Linked DNA regions of Drosophila melanogaster: region 2 is linked to region 1. A link is a contact called in public Hi-C data. All regions are on one chromosome and are shown on one strand. The core of a region is the stretch at or near the end of the contact, and the rest is flanking DNA. Distances in the headings are between cores, read along the strand shown.

Evidence for each region. Hi-C and Micro-C count contacts between places; a contact is called where the count stands out from the background.
Region 2: a contact with region 1 is called in a Hi-C map of the OSC cell line, with 2.9 times the contacts expected there. A contact is called at or near these places in 4 of 107 Hi-C or Micro-C datasets (the D17-c3 cell line, the OSC cell line, embryo and 1 more).

What each region holds. Positions count from the first base shown.
Region 1 is chr3R:9,707,492-9,713,247 of dm6, forward strand. dmt (dalmatian) reads left to right here and starts at 3,651. Exons shown (of 3, transcript NM_079571.2): 1 at 3,651-4,199; 2 at 4,259-5,756. The coding sequence starts at 3,719. It overlaps trbd (trabid), which reads right to left and starts at 3,546. Exons shown (of 9, transcript NM_141674.3): 1 at 2,990-3,546; 2 at 1,897-2,057; 3 at 1,245-1,833; 4 at 977-1,184; 5 at 194-920; 6 at 1-128. The coding sequence starts at 2,024.
Region 2 is chr3R:9,998,318-10,004,073 of dm6, forward strand. CG5359 reads right to left here and starts at 2,959. Exons shown (of 3, transcript NM_141709.3): 1 at 2,623-2,959; 2 at 2,256-2,564; 3 at 1,454-2,051. The coding sequence starts at 2,884. The coding sequence ends at 2,305. Spn85F (Serpin 85F) reads left to right here. Exons shown (of 5, transcript NM_141708.3): 2 at 215-1,444; 3 at 1,519-1,526; 4 at 1,581-1,708; 5 at 1,861-1,997. The coding sequence ends at 1,997. It overlaps Mical (Molecule interacting with CasL), which reads right to left. Exons shown (of 24, transcript NM_176447.2): 19 at 5,057-5,333; 20 at 4,730-4,934; 21 at 4,593-4,670; 22 at 4,436-4,536; 23 at 4,181-4,377; 24 at 3,237-4,123. The coding sequence ends at 4,118.

The DNA of each region.
Region 1 (5,756 bases), core at 2,401-4,900:
GGGACGAGCCGGGTTGGCCGGCCAATGACAGTAGTGTACTCCAGTCCTCCTCGAACTGAGAGTCCTCCAGCGTAAAGTGGAGCATCGAAGCCTGCAGCATCTCGTACTCTTTCCAGCGAGTAAAGAACCTACAATAAGAGTATCAAGACTATTAATAAGCTGACGGTTGTTAAAACAAATTCGTTTAACTTACACATGCCCGCACTGGTGCAGTGTGTCGGCGAGTGCCCGCCTAAGGATATTGTCACGATCGAAGACGCCCCAGGTGGCCTGCATGGCCGAGTCCAGCAGGCAGTCGCCAGCACTGCGGTTCCACAGTACAAACATCCGTGAGCTCAGGCGAGCAGTGATCTCCAGCGACCAATTCAAGGCCGGCGGCGGCGTCTCCAGCTGTTTCTGCGCGTCGCGGTCGAGCAGCTCATCGTAGAGCTGCTCCTGTATGGGTATCGGCAGCTCCTCAATCTCGGCGGGGAGGGCGAAGGTGGCGTGCTTTTGCACATAGTGGCAGGGTAGACCGGACTTGCGCAAGCGCAGGGTATTGGCAAAGTGGCGCCGGATATCGGCCGCCAAGTCGGGAGCCACGTAGGACGGCACACGCTTGATGCCCGGCCCCGAACCGGAGATCTGGTCCAGCAGCATCGGTAACATCTCCTCGCGATGAAAACGAATGGCCAGGTGGATCAGGGTGTGGCCCACGTCGAAGGCCGAGTTGCGGTTGAGGGCGGCAATCTCGGTGCTGGTCAACGAACGGGCTGGATTGCCACCGCAGGAGAGGTACGCCTCCACAGCGCTGTAGTTGTTCTCCACGACGCCCAGGCACGCATTCAGCCACTGCCAGTCCACCTGTCGTCGGATTTGACGCTGGCGGCGCTCCTGACGCTCTTGCAGCGTATCACAGTTGTTGATGGTTTCCGAAGAACCTGGAAAGTGAATATCAATTAGTCATACCCAGAGAAATCACATTAAAAACTCTTACCCAGTTGGTAAATGTGCTTCTTATTGAACGAGTTATTGACGCTGACGGTATCCACGTTTGGCTGCTGCAGTTGTTGCTGATTCTCCTCCTGACTGTTTAGGCTGGATGAGGCGTGCAAGTCGTTCTGCGACCCACTAATCTCCCGCTCCCTCGTCTTGCCGCACATGGAGCACTTGATGCTCCTCGGCCAGTTTTCGTAAGTGCAAGACTAAGGAAAATTCTAACTTTAAGTACATCTGAGCGAATTGGTTGGGATATGAAAACCTACGTTACACGCCCATTTGGAGACATAGCACTGCTTCTGCTGCTGCGGCGGGACGGCGGCGGAGGATGAGGATTCCCGCTGTTGCTGCGGCTGCAGCTGGAGCTGCATCTGCTGCTGTAGGACAGGCTGCCGGTGCTGGGACTGCGACTGGTTGTGAGACGCATTGGCGAGATTGTTCAGATGGGTCGCATCGTCTATGCCACGACTAAGGCTCAAACGATGGGAGGCCGTGGCGCCGATGAGCTGAACCGGCTTATTGGCCAGGTTCTCCTCCGAGCCGCTGATGCGAAGGGCTTGCAGCGCCTCTCCTGCACGATCCCCGTCCGCCTCGTTATCCATGTCCTTTTTGCCACGCTCTATCGCCTCGCCACCGCGCTTCGTGCAGCACTGAACGCAGCGCAGGCTCCGCGGCCAATTGAGATAGGTGCACACCTTGCAGGGCCACTTTTCGCTGTCCGCCACGTTGCTCTGCCGTGCCTGGCTCTGCGGCTGGAGCGAGTAGCACGTGGACGAAGGTGTGGGCGACATTACGGCTACTTCGACGGCAGCCGCCTCCTCCGCAACGGTGCAGCTCTCCTGGGCTGGACTCAGACTGCAAGAATTAGCAAGTATTAATTAGCAGAAGATTAGGTATAGATCGTCAGAGTTGTCATACCGGAAGATGTCCTCGTTGAGCAGCGGCTTGGACGCCTGGCACATGGTGCATTTCAGCGAGGATGGGTAGTTCTCGTAGGTGCAAGTTTCACATTTCCATTTCTGCGCATCGTCTTTGGTATCGCACATTGTTTATGCGCGGAGCCGGCCAATGCAGTTGATCTGCCAAGGAGAAAGGGATCATACGTTGAATATTTGATATGGGATACACGAGTGTCACCAAGTAAGGGGATCCCATAAAATATGCTTTTACTAGTCAAATCCACCTGGCTGCCTTTTTTACTTCAAAATAGTTTAATTTCTGAACAATTGTAAGCTTAGACAATCATTTTAGTCGAAGTTGGTTGAAGATACGAAGAGTTTGATCAATAATGTATAGCTATGTTGACTTTTGTCGGAAGTTAATGAGATGTTGCATTCAAAAGAAAAAGATTATCTAAAAACTAATATTGGATTTATAAGTACGCAGGGAAATCTACAATTTGGAGGACATTTCAATTTACCTTGACTTATTTTGCAAAGTATAAAGACTATATGCATGACTCGTTTTGGGGGACAACTATCTACCAATGAATGTATCTACTAAGCTACTATTCTTTGGATAAGCGAACCGAAAGGGTATCCCTAAAGTCGGTGAGCGGCGAATCCACCACTTCCGACTCGTTAATAAGGTCAAACAACGGTTAGCGAGGCAGAAGCAGTGTCCTTGACCCTGAGACATAATTCGCAGATACATCCACAGATATGTACATCTGCCTTGGCTCCATTTCCATTTCCCCCACTGGCGTCACAGTCAGCCTTCGGGTTCTCGTTGCCTGGGATTGGATTGGAATGAATTGGATAGGGTCTGGTTTTGGTAGTAGTGGTGGTATAGGTGGTAGTGGTTCAACTGCTGGGTCGGTTGCATTTATTTGTTGCCATTATAATTCGCCTATGTATGTATGGCATGTGTCGCGTGCGATGTACGTACGTATGTATGTACGCTGGTATGCCAGTTTTCGCGCTAGTTTCTTATTGGGATTCGCCCCGTGCCATCCCAACCATCCCACAACCGCCTCCACCCCCCTTCCCACATCGACGTCTTTACACAGTACCTGGCGCAGAAAATCGCAAGGCCTTTTGCAGCAGTCCCAGAAAACGCGAATGCGACTGCGACCACGACAGCGATTGGATTCGATTCGAATCGAGTCGATTTAAATATATAACACAATCACAATAGGGACCGCGAGTATAGCATTAGTATTATAGTAGCTATAAGGTGTAGTTGCTATAGTCGCCGTCGGCCACCCGCGCCCGCAGCAGCGACACTATGTCGACGTCGATCCAATATTGCCAGTAATGAGCGCTGGCAGCAGGCAGGAAAATCACAATTACAAAACAAAGACGATGAGAAAACTTTCACTCGATTTTCAGTTTGGGGGGTTTTCTTTCTTGCTTTCCTTCTCAATTTTCAGCTGTACTTGCTTGGGGCGCGTGAAACGAAACTGCCCGCACACATTCACGGCGACGAACACACGCACGGTGGATCGTAGTGCAAGGAATTTGGAATTTGGATTATTTGGAAACAGCTAATTATTTATTTTTTACATTATTGCGAGGCCAATCATCTGGTTCTCTGTCCGCCTATCGACAACTATCGGTGCTCCGTCCCTGGCGCTCAGTGTTGAAAAGTGTCTCGGTTAGCTGGTTAGTCAAGCTTCACACCTACTGGTGTTCAGTGGTTTTCATGGCAAGTCTTAGAGATCGGGGGATGGTCATACTAGTAAATAAAATGGCGGGAGCTGTACATGAATTTCATTTGGTAAACAAATTATATTCTTAAAATGGTAAGAACACGGCCGGTGCCGTGTGTTCCGTCGCCAGATGTGAACACCGCAACGAGACGCAATCCCGGGCGTCCCAAGAAACAGTCCATCGGAGCTGACTTAAGCACAACGATAAGCAAACCCGGGCGTCCCAAGAAGCTGTCCATCGGAGCTGATTTGACCACAATACGTAAACCCGGGCGTCCCAAGAAACTCGGAGCTGATTTGACCACGATAATACGAAAACCCGGGCGTCCCACGAAACTATCAAACAAACAATCTTTGACAGCCCTAAACGAGCCAGAGTGTCGCATAAGAAAATGCGTGGTAAAAATAAGGCGCATTAAGGTAAAAAACGGTGTCGTATCCGAAATTTCTCGAAATGATGCGCCTGATGTGGATGCCAGCACTTTTGAGCCGGCTCGCAACTCGACGATGTACATTCCTTCGAAGGTACAGAAATCAACGCAACCCCAAAATATCAAGGAAAATGTGGCAGGTAAGAGGCTCTCACCAGGCGGATGATGGACTTTTCTTGATAAGCACAACTACTTGCAGGTCCCGAAACATCGCCATGTCAGCAACGCATAAGGAGTAAAAGCCCTAGTGGACCGGCAGCTGAGATTTCGCCCAAAAAACCACCTCGTTTCTTCCACAGAGATCAGCCTTTAACCAGGACACGATCATCGGTGACCCGCAACGTTTTCGATTTTCTGTCGCAGTCGCAGATCGAAGATGACAGTGACAGGGAGGATCCGGCGGCAGACATAATTCAGCGTTTGGTTAAGGATGGAAAGGCCTGCGTAATGGTGCGGTCAAGAAAAATCGGCAAACCGAGAGCCAAAAGAACAGCAAAGAAGGTCCGACCTGTGGGTAATCGAAGAAAGGTTTCGACAAAAGACAATGAGCCTGAGCCAGTCAAGGTCGTTCCCAAGTCCATAGAACCGCGCCTTCAAAAGCCATCACGCTCCTTATCGACCATTTTCGAGCCCGAGGAAGATTATAGCAACGATTCGGAGCACGGATACGTGCAGCCCATCGAAGTGCCCGTCCAGGTACATGTGGAGCCGAGCACTTCTAAGCAAGCGCACGAAGGAGCCTACAGTAATTTGGCCCGATCCGTAATGCTTAACCAGACCCAGGCGCAAAATCCACTGCCATCTACAGACAGACGTCGAGAACTTATCAACATGGCGCGACAATTGGTTAGCACGCCGCTGAATCGCAGAGCTCCTCCGGTGACAGATGTTAGTGCCACCACCACTGCATTGTCGCCTATTGCCCACCAGTCTCCAAATGCAGTTAGGACCGCGGGAGGCAAATCCCCCTGGCGCGTTTCCGACGATTCACCATTGCCCAATACTTTCATGTTTGGTTTCAACAACTCCCAGATGCCATCGTACTCCAGTGATCATGTGCAACGTCGGCATGTCTATGTGCCAGATTCGCCGGTAGAGCATGCTGAGAACATCCCTCACGAGGAATCCATTTGTCCGCCTTTGCACGAGCAAAATCATGACTCAAATGCGAACGACTCGAATGAGGAGAACCGTCCCCCTCCCACAATTAGCAAATCGATGTCGATCAATGACCAGGAAAGCGAAGAGAATGCGGAGAACTTTGTGCACCTGCCGAATCCTCGGAGAACGCTGCAGAAACGAACGCCCTTTAAGGATATTAACATACTAGAAGTAGTGACACTGCCGTCTTGGAAGAAGAACGTGACGGCCACTGTTTCAAAAGAAATCACTCCTACCAGAGTGGCACCTCGTCCAATGGCGACGTCATCCCCAGCGCAACGCAGTCAAACGCGGTCGAATCTTTTTGGTTTCGATGATGATTTTGCATGTGAAGATATACCTAGAAAGTCAACTACTCCCTCAAAAGGTATCGCTCCTACCAGTATGTCCTTAAACAGAGAAGTGACTCCTGCTTTAGCTAATCGTAATCAAACGGAAGTAAATACTTTCGGATGCAACGAAATATTGCCCTGTGAAAATATACCAAAAGAAAAGGAAACGAATACGGAAGAACGAACATCATCTTCACAAAACCT
Region 2 (5,756 bases), core at 1,709-4,208, 290 kb after region 1:
ATCGTTGCGTACCTATTGCTGATCAGAATTTGGGTAATGAAATTGATCAGTAGGCTCGTTGGAGGGCTAACTTAATTTTAGAAATTTTTTTAATTAGCAGAGTCTAAATAACATATATATTTTACAACTTGGGACTCTATAAAGGACATACTCAGCATATATGCTAAATAATGATTGATAATCTAATGTTATAGATTTTTATTCTATTTTCCAGACTTACTTTTTTGGCTCCGACAATCCACTGAAAGGACTCAGCTTGAACAAGGGCAATGTCACTGTTCTCAAGGACTTTGAGACGGTTCTTATGTTTTACGGATATGACTTAAGTGTAGATATGCTCTCCTCCACACCAGCCAATCTCACATCAGATGCCGAGTTGGTCAACACCACAATGGCCAGCAATACGACGACCATGGAAATGGATGCGGAAACCACAACGTCAAAGGATGCGGAGAGCACAACAGAAGAGCCGGCCACAACAACCACAGAGCCGCCGGCGACGACAACGGCAGAGCCACCAACCACCACCACAGAGACTCCAGCGGAAACGGAGGCCACCACAGAAGCACCTGCTGCAACATCGGGTGAAGAGGAGGCCGCTGAGCCCGCTGGTGAGGATGAAGCAGCCGAGTTAGTGTCCGCTTTTGTAGCCGAGGAGGACTCCGAGCCTCTCTTGCGCATCCAGAAGGCTCGAGTCTCCAGATTGCCCACCAGCAAACTACAGGCGCCGCTAAAGCATTCGAATCCAATCACTCCCAAGCCCATTTACCTGCCCAGTGCGCGAACAGTGGCCATGCCAATGCCAATGATGGCTCGCCAGGTGGCGGAGCGAAAGCCACCAGGAACACGGCAAGTAATTTCTATTATAGCGCCATCCGTGCAACCAGCAAACATATCGGTGACTCGCAAGACGAAGACAGCACGATACAAGCGTCATGCGATACCAGCATACAAGGATCTGGATGCAAATCTCTTTCTGACCCTCTTCAATCCGCACACGCATGTCCCGCACCACCCGCTGCACTTTCCGCCGCCAGTGCCCGCTGCCTTTGCACCCATCACGAATGATTTTGAGCCACACTATATCGGAGAGGCGGCCGAGGGAAAGTCCAACTATAACACGGATGTGATCAGCCACGTATTCTACTTGGGCAATCAACAGGTGGTGCACACCACCTTCAAGGTATATAACGCAGTGCTGTACTACAAGTACTTTGAGCACCTGAAGATGAGCGTGCTGGAGTTGGAATTGGACACACCGGAGTACAACCTAATGATCCTGTTGCCCGACTACCACACGGATATTGTTGCAGCCGCCGCCTCCTTGAAACTGGGACCAACCCTTCGACTGATGCGGAAGCAGTTGAAGCCACGCTGGGTGCAAGCCATCATTCCAGATTTCAAGCTGCACGGCACCATGTTTTTGACAAACGACTTGCAGAATGTATGTATTCATTTGTAGAGTGCATTTTTGTGTTTTTATTGAGGTGTCTTTGGTTTTTGTGCTCTCTGTTGCAGATGGGAATGTAAGCATGGGTGTAATAGCTCCAGTTCCTGGCTTCATTTTACTTTCGTTGCAGCTGCGACGTATTCGAACCAAATCGCGCCGATTTCAGGCCCATGACTGAGGAGAAGGGCGTCTACGTGCGACACATTGAGCAATCCATAGACGTCACCATCCGTACGCATCCCATCAATCAGCTGAAGCGTAAGTGTCTCGCATTGCAGCACACCTGAATGGAATGGAGTGGAGGCATTGAGCCGCAACGCATTGCGAATGCCCAACCTAATGGTGTTGCAACAGTTGCAGCCTCTGCAACACGAGACAAAGTGCAATAAACACTTCCTTTTACTCTCTAGGCAACTACGGCGCCCAATCGAAGCCCATTCAGATCTCTGTGAATCATCCGTTTCTGTTTTTCATCGTCGATCGCGACTTGGACGTGGCTGTGATGTCGGGCCGCATACTGAATCCGCTGAACGTACGCATCCAATGAAGCACGACGAAGGTCGACTATCGAAAGTGATGAACCCTTTGTTCCCGGTGCCTACTAATACGAGATGTTAGCATTGCTTAGATTAAAATGTAAATATACGGGGGTGTCACGAGACTCTGGGCAGATGAAATTTGAATGGAAGTAAAGAAACTTCATACTTAAAATTATCATTAAATTAAACAACATTTGTTGAATATTTTATCTATATAATATTTTTAGAAAACACATCTCGTGACAACCCATTTAATGTAAGCTCACCCCATTAAAGTATAATCCTTAGTCTAACTAGTTCTGTGGGAAATCGGTTTTAGTACTGATACGTTCCAAACACTGTACAGACGCAAAAGAGACTGGTGTTGCTGAAGACCTCGGAGACGGAAGTGTCGCAGTCGCAATCCCAGCAGCAGCGCGAGTTGTAAGTGGCCCCCGCACCCAGCTCCTGGCCTAGCATCACCTGGACCACGTGCTTGTACCGCTTCACCAGGGAGCTGCTGGCTATCTGCTGGTTCACCTCGTCGGCGATCTCACTGGTCCACTTCTTGGCGACGTCCTTGTCATAGGTTTTGTCTTCAAATAGTGAAGTTGCTAGGCAACGCGCAGTATATTTATGGATTTTCACACTAACCTTTGAGTTTCTCGGCCATAACGTTGTTCATTATGCTCTTGATGGTGGGCAGGGGAAACATCTCCCCAAAGGCCGGTCGCATGCTATAGGCGGTGGGCTGGTCGCCGGGCTTTTCCGACTTTTCTTGATTTTCCAAACCATCGGCTGAGCCGGAGTGCAGACTTCCTGACGCCGACTTTTCCGACTTCCTATCCGCTGGGTTGGGCACTGTTAAAGTCTGGACGGATTTGGTTGTTTCCTCAGTGGACTGTTTGTCAGCCATCTTTTGTCAAATTCAGCGTAATTCCCTTTCAAAGTGTTTAAGAAAGCACCAAGAAAATCTTGGTTGCTATGTTTGTTTACTTATTGCTAGTGTTACCAGATGGTAAAATGGCTTTCCCGCCAATCCCTAATTGTCAGTCACCACGAATAACCGAACTTATTTGGTGTGGCCACTTTATAACAACGAAGTGTGGCACCTCTTTCATTTTCTGGATAATTTAAATTTATAATACGCGCCAATATTTTATGTGCGTCAAGTTAGCGTCGATGGCGGAATTTCCCCATTAAAGAACATTTCTTTAAGGACATTTAAGGAAAACTTCACGATAAAGTAGAACTATAAAATCGTCCTTAGGTTTCATAAAATCTTTATTCAATTCAAAATAAATCGAAAAGTTACATAATAAATTCGATAAATATGTTTTTATATATGCAGGTTATAAATAAAGTTACGCAATAATTTAAATGATTTCGTTAGTATACAGTTAATGGTTGCTTTCTCGCTTACATCGCTATGTGTAGGCTCTCGCATTTAGAAAATATTTGTGTGCATCTCTTTGTGTTCACTTTGATTTCGATTGGGGGCAAATGACATAATACATACATGGGTGTGCTGATCGGGAGGATGTGCGGAAGGTGCTTTGTCAAATAAATAATAATACACTCAAACGGTTTACATAGAAATCGACAAACAATCGCTAAGTGAAAATAACCTAAGAAAACTCAAATACACCATTTACATTTGCTCAAAATCACATACCCTTTGCACACGCTCACTACATTACATTAAATAAAAACACAACATATTGCATAGGACATACAAAAATCAGACAGATTTCAGTGGCAACGACTAACAAAACGTACAATTAGGTCGAATACGAAACTAAAGGTATTCGCAAAAACATTCGTAATCCCTACTTTTAAATTGCGAAATTAGTTTTTTGGTTTTGATTTCATCTCTGCCTGTTTTTACATTAACCTTGCGCGCTTCTCCCATATTAGTTAGGCTCTCTACTTATATAAATATTGAAATTGTTCTTAGCCAGCTTATCCACTTTGAATAGTTAGTTGCTCGTTTCGGTTACAGCTCACGGGTTTTAGTATTGTTAATTCTGTATATTCAGCTGCCTTTTTGGTACGCTCTCCCCTGTTCCCTTGTTTCATCTTAAGTATTTAGGCTCAACAGTCCATGCACCACTTCGCAGACCAGCAATCTCCAGGGAAAGTTGGCTATTCAAATCTGAAACAAGTGGTGTTGTCAATTTCAAATTTAAACATATAGGTCCTATTTACTCACGATCGATTCTTCGTGGTCATGCGGTTGTCCCGTCAGCTTAATGCCCGTTGCCTCGGCGGACGTGGATGCTGATCCCGCTGCCGTGAGGTCGAGCTGGGAGGCTGTGGGTCGTAGGGCGGCTCGCTTGGCGACAATTTCCAGCATCTCGTTGAGAATTGCTCCCTCGGCGGCCACATCGGCAGAGCTTTTGTCCAGTTCTGCAATGATGGAATTAAATATTATATCAAAGTTTTGAGAGGAAACTATAACACTCACTGTTGCAGGACAAGCGCAGATTGAGCTCTTCCTTCAGCTGGGCATGCCGATACTCCAGTTGCAGTTCCTGTTGCCTTATAGTCAGTTCCTCATCGCGTTTCCTAAAAACAAAATTACATTAGATTTGTTTATTATAGAGCTTCATTGATTAGCATACTTGAGTGCTGTGATGTTGCGCCAAATCTCCAAAAGTTCCTTAAGTAGCTTCTCGTCGTTGTCCTTTGTCGCATCCAGGCTGTAGAAGAGATTTCATTTAATGGGTATTCAAGGATATAGCCAGATCCTAGCACTCACTTTTCAATATTCTGCGCCTCGCCTCGCAAGGCCTTCTCAATAAGCACGCCGCGTGCCTCCAGATCCTTCAGTTGCACCTCGATCTCCTCCTGTTCCCGCTGAATCTCTTGAGCGATTCGCAATCGCTTGAGCTCAGCTTGTCGTGAAGCCTTCGATATGGCACGTTGCTTCTTATGCTCTCGTGTCTCGTTAGCGTAGCTCTCATCTGGGAAATAGGAAAGGGGATCAAATCAGGCCGTAACGTTTCCGCTTGTATGAATATTCAGTGGGTCGGGACAGGAAAAATGGGTGGACGGTATATGCAGACATAGAATGAGAAGAACAAACCATCGGATCTCTGATAATTCAGTGGAAGAGGCGGTATGGGTGGTGGTGTCTGGTCGTCCAGGGCACTGGGATGAGCTGCGGCCAGGTGGTGGGGCTTGTGTATATAGAGCTGCGGACTGGATGAAGAGAACGATTCGGGTTTCGGTTTCGCAGTGTTCGTTTGCTTTCGATAGCGACTGTTGTTCGTGGTGTTCAGATACTCTTGCGAGTGATTTTTCTGTGATGCGGATGTGGCTCCTGCTGGAGATGCTGCATTGCAGACCAGCATATCCTTGTCCTAGTATAGCATGGCGTTAGGAGGTATCAGAATATATATCGGTTTAAATGATTGAGTGTTTTTCAGAGGAGGAAAAAAAGAGGTCGAGAAAAACGTATGGAAAAATAAACAATATTCAAAATCTTATTAGAAACAGCTTGTTATTTACTAAAATATAGTACATGTAACGTGCAAAATGTCCAAAGGCAAAAAACTTAACACATAACTTTTATTGATTACCATAACCGGGAATCCAGGGAAACCAATCATGCAAAATATCCATTATGCTTAAATCATAAATAACACTTCTTAAACTAATTCCCATTAAACAAAAAGCTGCCAAGTACTTAAGCCATAAACACTTAAAGTTTAAAACACACAACTGAATATCCTTATGTCCGTAAGGTTTCCCTGAAACCCATGCGCTCCTAATAGATATTAAAC